Regions from separate parts of the Salmo salar genome. Here region 2 is linked to region 1. The links are chromatin contacts, called in public Hi-C maps. All regions are on one chromosome and are shown on one strand. Each heading gives the region's core, a stretch centred on a gene start, on an enhancer-like site or on the middle of the called end of the contact. The rest is flanking DNA. Distances are from core to core; before and after follow the strand shown.

What was found. Hi-C and Micro-C count contacts between places; a contact is called where the count stands out from the background.
Region 2: a contact with region 1 is called in a Hi-C map of gill, with 9 times the contacts expected there. The contact joins the promoter of cxadr here to the enhancer-like site in region 1. A contact is called at or near these places in 2 of 3 Hi-C or Micro-C datasets (gill and muscle).

What each region holds. Positions count from the first base shown.
Region 1 is chrssa13:79,505,451-79,512,178 of Ssal_v3.1, forward strand. No RefSeq gene overlaps it. Among protein-coding and RNA genes, the nearest start is that of cxadr, 98 kb to the right of the region's middle. Within about 2 kb of position 1,766, at least 3 of the 13 cell types and tissues checked have an H3K27ac peak or open chromatin away from gene starts, as enhancers often do. A contact at or near this core is called in gill, where this site is marked.
Region 2 is chrssa13:79,603,959-79,610,803 of Ssal_v3.1, forward strand. It overlaps cxadr (CXADR Ig-like cell adhesion molecule), which reads right to left and starts at 2,926. Exons shown (of 7, transcript XM_014137876.2): 1 at 2,742-2,926. The coding sequence starts at 2,793. btg3 (B-cell translocation gene 3) reads right to left here. Exons shown (of 5, transcript NM_001141217.1): 4 at 4,191-4,386; 5 at 3,349-4,054. The coding sequence ends at 3,839.

The DNA of each region.
Region 1 (6,728 bases), core at 516-3,015:
CATCCATAACAATGAGCTAATGAGGCACAATTTAGCCTGGCATAGAAAATGTGCTCTCTCATCAGGATACTTTTGTTCACAGGAGCTAGCCAACACAGCTAACACAATCACTTCAAACTGAAGCTGGAAAGACTGCACACTAGCACTACTTCATTTCGCGGTACCTTTTTTCAATTTATATTTCTTTGTATATATCCATAAAAATGATGCCAGCTGATTCATAATTCAAGACTGGCTAAGAGAAGCTGCCTGTCTGTCTGTCTGTCTCGTCCTGACTCCCGACACGTTCCTTACTATAGGACAGCTGGAGATCCAATTTTAATATTGAAACAATGTTGCAAATGTCGGAGAGACAGACAGCAAGGTTATTACAAATCTCCACTGTTGAAAACTAAATGAAAATCTTTAGTAAATGTGAGATAATGTCTAGAAGTTTTTTATAGTGGAGATCAAGTTTATAAATTGCCTGGCTGGGCTGATGAGACGGTGGATTGCGCAGTCAGATGGAACAGAGTAAATAGGCATTTTAACATCATAGATTTAGCAGGTGGTGACTTGTGGAATTGACTTTTAACCAATCAGCAATGTATGCAATGCACCTTTTAAAGGCAAAGTTCCTGAGTTCGCTCGCAGAGACCAGATTCATAGTAAACCCTGCATATGTCATCTTAAATTACCTTTAAATAGCATGTTGTCCAAATCCGTGATGAGCACAGTGAGGTGGCAGTTATCACTCTGCAGTTTCTAGTAATTCATCTAAACAGAGTAGAGGCAGAGTTGCCAGAATGGCCCCAGAAGCATAGTCAGAATGGCCCAGAAAGTGTAGCCAGAATGGTCCTGGTAGCGTAGCCAGAATGGTCCTGGTAGCGTAGCCAGAACGGTCCCGGAAGCGTAGCCAGAACGGTCCCGGAAGCGTAGCCAGAACGGTCCCGGAAGCGTAGCCAGAACGGTCCCGGAAGCGTAGCCAGAACGGTCCCAGAAGCGCGCGGCCAGAATGGTCCAAGCGTAGTCGGAATCACTCCTGGAAGCATAGACAGTCTTATTTGTAGGATTCTTCCTCTTAATCACATGACTAAACCAGCCAATATATATTTGTTTGTATAATTTTGTTTTGTTTTAAACACCATGGCATGGGGCATATTGATCTCTGAAAAGTTTAGTATGTATGGAGAACAGTTCAGGAAATGGTTTCATTGAAAATGTGTGCTCTCCTGCTCGAACACTAGATGGAGACAAAGTATTATAAAAAATTATGTCATGAGCGCAGACAGAGGGACAATAAGGCAAAGAGCTCCCAGAATATAATTACTTGCTGTAGAGTTGTGCTCATGTCTTTCCACCTCATCTTCTTCATATAAAGAGAAAGAACCAGTCTGGCAGGTATTTTGTTGAAGTGGAAATGTATACTGTCATCAGCAGCGATGTATGCTGTCAAACTGGAAGAGCAGCAGTATGGCAAACAGAGAAAGGGGAAAAAAAGTGTTAACCTTACATTGACTTTGGTGAGAAGTAAACAGAGAACCTTGAGATAATACAAATACACACATAAAAGCATAAACACATGGACATACGTGCACACGCACACACAGCCAAGCCTTAACCCTAACCCTTGACTGGTAATACTAGGCCTACTATTTACAGCAGTAGAGCTAGCCATAACCCCAATCCTAACACAAACTAGTAATACATTGTATTTACAGCAGTAGAGATAGCCATAACCCTAATCCTAACCCCAAACTAGTAATAAATGGGATTTATAGCAGTAGAGCTAGCCATACCCCTAACCATACTGGTAGTACTTACAGCAGTAGAGGTAGCCATACCACTACCCATACTGGTAGTACTTACAGCAGTAGAGGTTTACCATACCACTACCCATACTGGTAGTACTTACAGCAGTAGAGGTAGCCATACCCCTAACCATACTGGTAGTACTTACAGCAGTAGAGGTAGTCATACCCCTAACCATACTGGTAGTACTTACAGCAGTAGAGGTAGTCATACCCCTAACAATACTGGTCGTACTTACAGCAGTAGAGGTAGTCATACCCCTAACCATACTGGTAGTACTTACAGCAGTAGAGGTAGTCATACCCCTAACCATACTGGTAGTACTTACAGCAGTAGAGGTAGTCAGACCACTACCCATACTGGTAGTACTTACAGCAGTAGAGGTAGTCATACCCCTAACCATACTGGTAGAACTTACAGCAGTAGAGGTAGTCATACCCCTAACCATACTGGTAGTACTTACAGCAGTAGAGGTAGTCATACCCCAAACCATACTGGTAGTACTTACAGCAGTAGAGGTAGTCATACCCCTAACCATACTGGTAGTACTTACAGCAGTAGAGGTAGTCATACCCCTAACCATACTGGTAGTACTTACAGCAGTAGAGGTAGTCATACCCCTAACCATACTGGTAGTACTTACAGCAGTAGAGGTAGTCATACCCCTAACCATACTGGTAGTACTTACAGCAGTAGAGGTAGTCATACCCCTAACCATACTGGTAGTACTTACAGCAGTAGAGGTAGCCAGGCATTTGTGTGGAGGTCATGCGATAAGCTTCACTAGGAGTTATTTTTCCCTCCTTCTTCATAGGTTGCCATTATAGTGGTTTCCTATTGTGATATTCTGTGGCAGGGGAGGGGCCCAGAATAACCCATAGGGACCTCAGAAGAGCCTAAAAACTTAAACATGTTTAAAATGTACTACCGCTCCTCTACCCCTCAGATGCATAATCTGTAGCCGATTACTATCCTATGCACTGACTGCCCATAACAGCCTAAATAAATCTATAGAAAAGGTAATTAGGTGGGAATACACAGGATATTTCCCCTGACAACAATCCTAATCACATCCAATCGAACACGCTCCTTCCAACTCTCTTAAAAATACTTCCCCTTCTTATAAATGGTCAAATATCCCTGGCAATCTCGTGGTAATGTTCCCCTGATGTTTGTTCACCCCTCAGAATGCTCTCATTAATCTGAGCTCTATTACGGCTGGTGCTCCAGCTATTAAAATGAAAGTGATGCTAGAAAGATATTTATTTTGTACAGTTCTTAAATCACTAGAGAGGAGAGGCATGTGGTAATGTGTGTACGGAAAATGTTATGCATTTTGACTTCAATATGCATAACAGAGATTGTAAGACAATATTCAATCAACATGCATTGCATTGTTCGCACAATAGCATTTAACATACTTTTTTCCATTAGGAACTGTAGTCAACCTACCTCTTTGCTATAGGTACTATTGGCTATAATCACAGATAATTTCTTTTTTATACCAAACTCACCTCACACTAGACCTAAATGCACCCAGTCTGCGCTCATGACAAAGTTTAAAACAATAGGAATTCCTTTGTATTATTGCCTGCATATTTTGAGAAAGGATGGGCAGGACGGTGACAGTTGATGTGGAAAAATACAAAAGATATGGTATGTGGGAGATCCTGTATAACACTATGTCCACTGTGTAGTGGCAGGAAAGCTATACTGAAAATACAGTTTACCAAGCGTTCAATTACTTTACACAGAAAGAAGTTAAGCTACCATTGAGAAAAATATAGTTTACTTAACTAAAGTTACTTTGAAAAAGTATTTCTATACATAAAAATTACTTTGTGAAAAATTATGATTTAAATCTGAAATGTCATAGACTACAAATTGCAAGAAAAAGGAAAGGGAAAAGGGGATACCTAGTCAGTTGTACAACTGAATGCATTCAACTGAAACGTGTCTTCCGCATTTAACCCAACACCTCTGAATCAGAGAGGTGCGGAGGGCTGCCTTAATCGACATCCCCGTCTTCGGCGCCCGGGGAGAAGAGATCACGTTGGGTTCATATGTTAACATAGTGTAATTTAGCCTGTTAAATACAAAAACGATGTTTCAAGTGAGAGTTAGTCATGTCTGATGCCGAAAAAGAAAGGAAATTATTGCCTACTGCCTACTTGCAAACGTATAAATATAAAACATTTATTAAAATATCACATTTACATAAGTATTCAGACCCTTTACACAGCACTTTCTTGAAACACCTTTGGCAGTGATTACAGCCTTAAGGCTTCTTGTGTCACTGCACAGATATTTTCAGGTCTCTCCAGAGATGTTGGATCGGGTTCAAGTCCAGGCTCTGGCAGGGCCACTCAAGGACATTCAGAGACTTGTCCCGAAGCCACTCCTGTGTTGTCTTGGCTGTGTGCTTAGGGTCGTTGTCCTGTTGGAAGGTGAACCTTCGCCCCACTCTGAGGTCCTGTGTTCTCTGGAGAAGGTTTTAATCAAGGATCTCTCTGTACTTTGCTCGATCCAGACTAGTCTCCCAGCCCCTGCCACTGAAAAACATCCCCACAGCATGATGCTGCCACCACCATGCTTCACCGTAGGGATGGTGCCAGGTTTCCTCCAGACGTGACGATTGGCATTCAGGCCAAAGAGTTCAATCTTGATTTCATCAGACCAGAGAATCTTGTTTCTCATGGTCTGAGAGTCTTTTAGGTGCCTTTTACTGAGGAGTGGCTTCCGTCTGGCCACTCTACCATAAAGGCCTGATTGGTGGAGTGCTGCAGAGATGGTTGTCCTTCTGGAAGGTTCTCCCATCTCCACAGAGGAACTCTGGAACTCTGTCAGGGCCACCTAACTGACCAAGGCCCTTCGCCCCCGATTGCTCAGTTTGGCCGGGCGGCCAGCTCTAGGAAGAGTCTTGATGGTTCCAAACTTCTTCCGTTTAAGAATGATGGAGGCCACTGTGTTCTTGGGGACCTTCAATGCTGCAGACATTTTTTGGTACCCTTCCCCGGATCTGTGCTTCGACACAGTCCTGTCTCTGAGCTCTACAGACAATTCCTTTGACCTCATGGCTTGGTTTTTGCTATGACATACACTGTCAACTGTGGGACCTTATATAGACAGGTGTGTGCCTTTTCAAATCATGTCCAATCAATATAATTCACCACAGGTGGACTCCTATCAAGTTGTAGAAATATCTCAAGGATGATCAATAGTTCTATTTCATCTGTATAGTGGACGTTCAGCATGGTAAACGCTGCATATGCCGGCTCCATCTGAAATTAACTTTTCATTTCTATCTCGATACAGATTGAATAGAGCCCTTAGTAGCGGAAGGGGTTTCTTGTTTGAACCTAAATCAGCCTGAGGTACCTGACATCCAGCTTATGGTCAAAATGTGCACACACTGCTTCAGCCAGTATTTCCATGCAGCCTCCCTTTGGGCAAGAGCAATCCTTTTACTCTGGAAGCCTACAAGGTCATCAGACAGACTGCTACATTGTTATGTTCTACTGAAAGTCATTTTGGAAATAACACACACCACACAGCAGAGGAATAGCTCAACACGAATCATCCAGCATCAGTATGGTTTCTCTGTAAATGTTTAAGGTTTGAATCATTTCAATGCCAGTAGACCTACAACAACAGCATACTGTGGTAGACTAGCAAACACATTTTTTTCAGGTCTTGGAATTAGATTCCTACTTGATGAATTAACTTAGCAGCAGTAGTTGGTCCTTATACAACTAGCCAATACTAAGCAGATAGACTCATTCCAGCCTTGACGAGACAAGGGGCTTTAATACATCAATTATTGATCGTCGCCAGGCACATTCATTTGCATGACATCGCTCCTCAGCCGTGCCAAGAAAACAATTCTTTATTCATGAAGTTGGAGAAAGCGCTTTCCCTCCAGGAGAGGGAAAATGTGTGTAGTGTTCACAATGATTTAGCTTTTCTTACCTGTTATGAGTTCCTCGTGAGGTTCATGAATAGCAGCTAGAGGAGCAGAGTAGATTTTTCTACAAGGTGGAGCACTAGCTCTTGCATATTGTGAAAGCTTGCATGTCAACTTTGATTGTGAATGTAATTTCAAAGTAGGAATTATTTTTCATCCGTGAAAACAATGTTTGAAGAGACTTATTTTTCTTCAGTTTCTAGCGTGTAGGCTGCAGGGGTCATTCCAGACCAGAAAATAACCTTTTCACTCGAACCACGGAGGATGGTGCATCATTAGAGTACTGGTTACTTGGTGCAGATGCTAGATTCTGCAAAAATAGCTAGGAGAGCTGACACGAATGCTTGTTACCATGCTTGTTACGAAGTGCAAGTTTACACAAAATTCATCAATTTTGTGTTTTGTTTCTCAGCTGCATTCACTTCAGTTACAACTGTCACAAGGTTATCTTTCATTGACAGATGTGCTGGATGTCCAAGATCACAAAGGTTGGAGGCTCAATAGGCTCTAATTACCTACCTGTACCAAAGTCCCCACTCAGTGTTGGTCCTAGCACTATCCCCCAAAAGTGTACATTCTGGGTTAACTTGAAACAGATATAGACGAGTTGGTTGTTTAGCAACAAAACCGATACGTGCGCAACTATAAGGTAAAACAGCCAGGGTTGGCTTAGATTGTTGATCTAAAACATAAATAAAGTTGCACAATGAGCACTTGTCTCTCAAATACACCGTTATAGTTGTTGGTTAGCTAGCTAGCTAGCAAATTTTTGCCATATAAGCATATACGTGACATCAGTCAAAACATGGTATCAAGAACAAGATCAAACGAGCTGAAACCAGCCACTTTCGAATTCACTACATGGCAGTTTCTAGTCATTGTTGCTAGCTATCTGGCCATCCACAACCATAACAACACATGGCCTTCTGTCCCATATAACGCACATAGATTTCTTGACATTGTCCGCTAACCC
Region 2 (6,845 bases), core at 1,676-4,175, 100 kb after region 1:
TGTGTCGGTAATCCTTGTATATAGCCTCATTATTGTGTTACTATTTTATTTAGCAAATTTGTCTTACTTTTTAACTCTGCATTGTTGGGAAAGGGCTCGTAAGTAGGCATTTCACTGTAAAGTTGACACCTGTAGTACTCAACCCATGTGACAAATTATTATTGATTTGCATGTTTAGAAAAGGTATCCTAGCAATGAGCTCCCAGCGGGGCATGGAGTGCAGCAAGCTTATCAGGTAACAACATCCTTGGTCTGCTGCACTTTGAGTCTCTCTGCATTTACCTTACCCTAGGTCCCAAGCTTCACTCAGCGCTGACCAGTCCACAGCCAGGGATGAAGGGGGGCAGAGTAGGCTAGGGGTGAAGGGGGAGGAGGATCAGAGCTGGCTCTACAGGAGACCTCCTCAGGTTTCAGAGAAAATAACCATCCAGGCCCCACAACTTAAACAAACATCAAAAGTGCTGACTGGCTGGAGGATGTCTACTGGCATCTGCTTAATGCAGCCAGGACTAGACAGGGCTGTCAGGGACTATGGAGAAGATATAGAGAATATGTTTCTGACATGACAAATACAGAAGCGCCTTGGACACAGCCTTGACACAAGCCTCGGAAAGAGGAGAATCACCTTTGACATTGAGCTCCCTGTAAAAACGTATTTGTTTCAGTAGGCAAAGCTAGTCTATATGAACGGTTTTAAGAAACCGTTACATCACATCTCCAGAAACTAACTATAACCTGCTAGGCATCCTTTGCTTTATATAGTGTGATATTTGCTTGTAAATGTTTTTGTTGAAGCATTTAGGTCAGCCTAATAATATAATGAAAGCTTCATGAAATCTAACATATAGGCTAGAAATGTCCTAGTTGCATTGAATCCCCATTGTGAAGAGGATGCCCTGTGCAATGTCAGATGAATGCCACGATAAGCCTGACAGCACTCCAGATGATGAGCCCATGAAGCCATTATTATGGTACAAAAATCTACTCATGTACAAAAATGTATTGCATTACAGAAAAATGTACTGGTGGGCAAGTATAACGACACCCCTAACCAGACTTTTAAACATTACCCTCACTGTGCCAGGGCTTGAACACGGCAGAAAGAGTTGTGCCTGCCTGTGTAAACGAAGCACTTCATTATTGCAGGGGTTTATCAGTAACCAGTGGAGCGGAATATCATTGCCCTAACCATGGCTCCATCTGCAGTGGCAGCTCCACTTTAAAAGTTCAGGGAACCTTTGAGCTACAGAACACAGGCTGATACTAACAGTAACACAATCCATCTACAGTATCATAGTTTCACTCCTGTGGTGAGAGAGGGAGGGGCTGGTTTCAGTGGAAATTCCAGGACAGCGACAAGCTACAAGTGACACACAAATAATAATAGGAGTGCTGAATTCCCCTGTAGCAGTGAGCTCCCCACTAGCAATAATACACACTGTCTAAAGTGCATCCCAGTTGACAAACGTTTTAGCTGTATTGTTTAGTTTTATTGGTAATCAATGTTAACAACCCATCTGAATTGCCTGACCTGCTGATAAGAGGGTGATTTCCATCCCAACTAGATGATGTGAGAGCCAAAACCCATTTCAACAGTTCCAGCAGCGTGTATGATACCACTGCATCGAACACGCCATGAGTCGATGGCCTCAATCTTTTTTTCCATCACTGATTCATATAAGCAGGACATTGTGTGTTGTAGTGGCATATTACTTTGGGGAGGAATAGTGACAGAAGTGTGGGATATTTTTTGCAGTCAGGAGAAAATGGACCTGAACAAATAAAATGGTGAAGGATTGTGAATTAAAACTAATTAGGCCCTGTTTTCCATCCATGAGACTAAAGAAAACAAAATGGGCTACACTTACTGTTGGCGTAATTGTAGAGAGTTCCCACTCACATAGAGTAACAATATATTTCAGGGACATAAATCTAGTCGATAGTAAGCGACCAACATGTGATTAAGATTCATTTCTGTCTGGGTTTAGAAAGCACCTACATGTCATTTAAGACCTTCGGACTCCTGCCTAGCGCGGGAGGGGCGAATACAGTTTAAATTGTCTTGGCAGATGGCAGACAGAAAACGCAGCACTTTGAAGCTCTTTACAGGTTTTAAGGCGGATCAGGCTATTGTGTGACTGTTAACTACCAGTTGCAAAACAAAAACAACTAGGTAGCGTTCAAAAATGCTTTGCTGAGTGTAGGGAAAAAAAATCTCACCACGATGTAACCTATCAATTTAGCAACTATGTTTACAGTACAAAAAATTTAACTGCTCTAGCATATTATCCATAATGTGAGTTCAATAAACCATGTGTTGAAACATATACATGTTATTCAAGTCAAACGCATTTCCAGTAATTTCAACAATAAATATCTACGTTACTTTATGCACAGTGCGCCTACATTTGGGACTCCAGAATTCAAGGATATCATTTTTGGGTTATCACATTTTGACAAGTGTTATTTAGTTAGTTTGATAGAATTTTGAATTCCTTAGTTAGAACTACGCTAAACTAGCTAGCCATTTTCAATATTATAAGTAAAAACACTCGTAAGCAAATTGTATAATCTAAAGTAATTATTTGACATGTTATTCAATAGAACAGACAACCAGTTCGTTGTTTTATTCGCAAACATCTTAACTTTTTAGCATGGTGCTCGTCGCCAGCACTCGCATTTTCGCTCGCGCTTATGAAAATGTAGGATAAAAAAAAGTAGCCGGTGGATGTCAAACTTACCTGCGATAAGACTAATCAATACACAGCAGAGGTGGAGTATCGTGAAATCCATTCCTTTCGGTCTATTCCAATAATTTTCTTTCAAAACACAGGTGAAAAATAAAGTTATGCGGTGCTTCCGACTGCCAGAGCACTCTCCCGAAGCATCAAAACTCACCGATCCCGCTACGCCTCAGCAGGTGCATTATAGGAGCTGGAGTCTAGACACGTGATTTCCGGACAGTACCCAAGTCGTGTTTCCGAAGACACTTTCACGCCCCCTGCCGTATTACATGCGTTCACAACACTGAAAGGACACCGCTTTCTAATCAATGGTTATAGAAATAGTACATTTACTGTTCAACTTTGAAACACAGAACAAGACCAAGCTAAAGCTCTAAAATATAGTTGTGAAAAGCTTTACAATGTAGGTCTATAATGACAGTGCACACATTTGATCAGAACGTCTGAATTCAACAGGTGTAATACAAATATGTACATTATTTGTCTGCCATAGACAAACATATTGTATTTGCATATAATATGGTGTTTACTGTAAGCCTATGGGATGAAGGCAACAAGCATTCAAATTACACTGCAGTAAAATATCAAAACAGCAACAGAGTATGATTTGAAAAATTGTTTAATGTCTCATAATTTAAGAGGTTGGCACAATTCATGAGTAAACTGAATAAATAAAAGAAATTCTCATTAGAACATAACTGATGGACAGTACAGTAGGTAACATACAATTATCCATCAAATATAAATACAGTACATATATCTTCATAGCTATAAAATACATGAAAATACTAATTCCAATATTCCTTCTCCATTACAACTGTAGATTCCTTTACTCACACGATTACAAATGATCTAAAGTGCAAAGAGTTAATGTTCTTATCAAAACAAAAAAAATTATCAAATTCAAGAGTTTCCAGAGTGACTATTAAACTACTAAAATAGTTTTTTAAAATGTGGTCAGTCATGTTAGTGAATTTAGTTTGCCCTCATTCTCCTCCAACAATAACTATATTGCTTGCTCTAGTGGTCACCCTTTCACAGCTCAGGGAACCTGGAACAGGCTAACACTAACAGCACACTTGCTACAGTGGTCCCTAACAGTGAGCCAGGCCTGGAGTGACACCCCAGTATCCGTGCCACCTTCTGTGGCCAGGTGGGGCCCAGTCATTGTGTCTGAAGGGCTGGGTGGGTCTACCTTGGGTTCTGAAGTTATAGTGAGGAGGACGTGGAGGTCCATTATATCCTTTACCTGGCCACATCTTCTGCTTGGGCACTGGAGGACGCCACAAAGGAGTAGCTGGGTAGATCACCTTTGAACAATAAAACAGGGGTCAATTTCAATTATATTTCCCCCATTGTCAGAGCCGACCAAGGAGGTATTCAGACAAGACTGTATGGAACACGAAATTGTGGCAACGCAACCTCTATGTTCGTTACTGGTTGTACCTGGTATTTATGGCGATTTTGAGGGAAGGTAGGGGGAGGACGGGTTTCCCTGAGGCCACTATCCTCGTCTGAGGAGGAACAGGAGTGGTAGTCAGATGTCACCCTCTCAACAGCGCTGGTCACCTTCTTAGTCACATCCTCTTTGTCATCACCAGAGAAACTGGCAACAGTGAAAGCAAGGTTTCTCTCTCCATATCTGCACGAGAGGAAAAGAAGCCAACAAGAATTTGTCGTCACTGAATGTATATCAACAATTTAGTGCCTCGACTGGTGACCGAGGGATTTAACATGAATGGTGTAGTTAAGAGGTAAACAATGGACAAACAAGGCTTCAAAATGACTCAGGGTTTGTACAGACAGTGGCAAGTCAAATTCAATGACTGAAGTACTTTTTTAAGCACTAATATTTATTTAAGGACCATACATTTGTAGTAGTTCCTATTACGCAATTGTTTCTAGTCGTGGAAAAAGTATTCAAATTATCATACTGGAGTAAAAGTTAAGATGCCTTAATATAAAACGACTCAAGTAAAAGTCGCCCAGTAAAATATTACTTGTGTAAAAGCCTTAAGTATACTTAAAACCAAATACTTAAGTATCAAAAGTAAATAGAATTGCTAAAATGTATTTAAGCATCAAAAGTAAACGTATAATCCATTTCAAATTCCTTAACAAACCAGAGGGCACAAATATATTTTTTATTGACGAATAGCCAGGGGCACACTCCAACACTCAGACATAATTTACAAACAAAGCATGTGTTCCGTGAGTCCGCCAGACCAGAGGAAGTAGGAATGACCATGGATGATCTCTTGATAAGTGCGTGAATTGAACCATTTCTGTCAAAACAGGTGGTGTCAGGGAAAATGTACGGAGTAAAAAGTACATTATTTTATTTAGGAATGTAGTGAAGTAAAAGTTGGCAGAAATATAAATAGAAAAGTACAGATACTACAAAACTACTTAAGTAGTACTTTGAAGTATTTTTACACCACTGATGTTATGTAACATTGTTTAATTGATATTGTGCTATGTTAATCATTTTATTTATAAACTGTAGCAGCAATAATTTGAAGCCACAAATTGCTGGAGAACTCAAATCCATAAAATGCAGCTATGCATTAAAGATCAGGACAGTCAATGAGATCAACATGATTGAGTAAGTTTTAAACTATGACAACAATAAAACTACTTTATTGTAGGACAGACCAAAATCGTCTTCGAACTCAATCAAATATGCTTCCCAAAAATAACGTACTCTGTGGTAGAACATTTATTTTGAAAGCCGATTGTCTGCATTTATCAGCGTGCCATCAGGTAGCCTGACTTCAGATGTGTCCATGTAAACAAGATTATGGAAAGTTATTCTTGCAAAGCATGTAAACGTTTTAAATCTGACTATCTAGCCACTATCACATTATTATGTGCATGTAAACGTACTCATTGAGTGAGTGAGTGCTCACAACAGTCCAGTAAGCTCAGCCTTTTTATCTTCTATTGAACTTTGGAAACTGTTGAACTTGATTATGAATTCTCCGGACTGAGGTCTCCACCTCTGCAGCTACCTTTTCCATGTATTTTTGCAATAGTTGTCCTTTTCCAGGCATCTCTTGTTCTCTCCCTTTTCGTGGTCCTGCTGTGCATCTAGGTAGTCTTGATATTTCTGCCTTGCTGATTTGCAGAAAGATATCATTGGTGGCGTTTTGACTTTCTTTAGTCCTCCTACATTCTCTAAGAGTCATACACCAGTCTGTGCTGTGGAGGACTGCTACTTTTTTTTGACAACAGTGAGAGCGGAGTTGACTGCCGAGGCCTGTCCATGGAAGAACACAAGGACAATGAGTTACTGGCCAGAGGTCTCGGTTGTTTTCTTTACCCTTCAGACGCTCTAAAAAGAAAAAGGTGTCCAGAGCAGTTCTCTGCAGATCATACTCTGAACAGACAGTGACGTCTCAACACCTGCTGTATGAAGAACTTCAACTGCCTCTGGGCATCGTCACATCATGCCCCAGGAAAACGCTTCAGGTCAACTAAGTGTGTGAGAAGACGTTTGAATTTGCGCTCGCATGCTTCAGGATTCCTCGTCATCTGTTGTGGGACAAGATAAGTAGCCTTTCGTCACAAAACTGGACTTGATTGGGGTTTTGTGCATCAACCGAGGCACTTTGTCACTCAAACATCCTTCCCTCACTCACTTTGCTAGACACTTGTTTTAGCACCGTACATTTTGAAAACCCAATGTCAACTTGAGGGGCCCATGGCCTCATCCTCTGTCACAGTGCGTTTCAGGGAGTCCAAGTGTGTCACCTCTTTCTTCAAGACTCTGCTCATGACATTAGTCAATAGGTCTGCCCAGTCTGCTGTCAGGAATGGGACCATGGGACTGTCGGTTTGGTAGTTTTGAAGGTACCCTTGAATGCGTTTGGCAACAAATGTGAAAATCTGTTTTGCTTGGAGCGGGGTTCGTACAGACAGTGGCAAGTCAAATTCAAGGACTTACGTACGTTTTCAAGCACTAATATTTATTTTCAAGGCCCATCAGTTTGTAATATTACTGTGAAATTGTTTCTAGTTGCCACCAGCTGGCAGTAGCCTCATGGGGGAAAAAAACGTAGTATTCATCACTACCTTACAAGTTGTACTCAATAATATGTT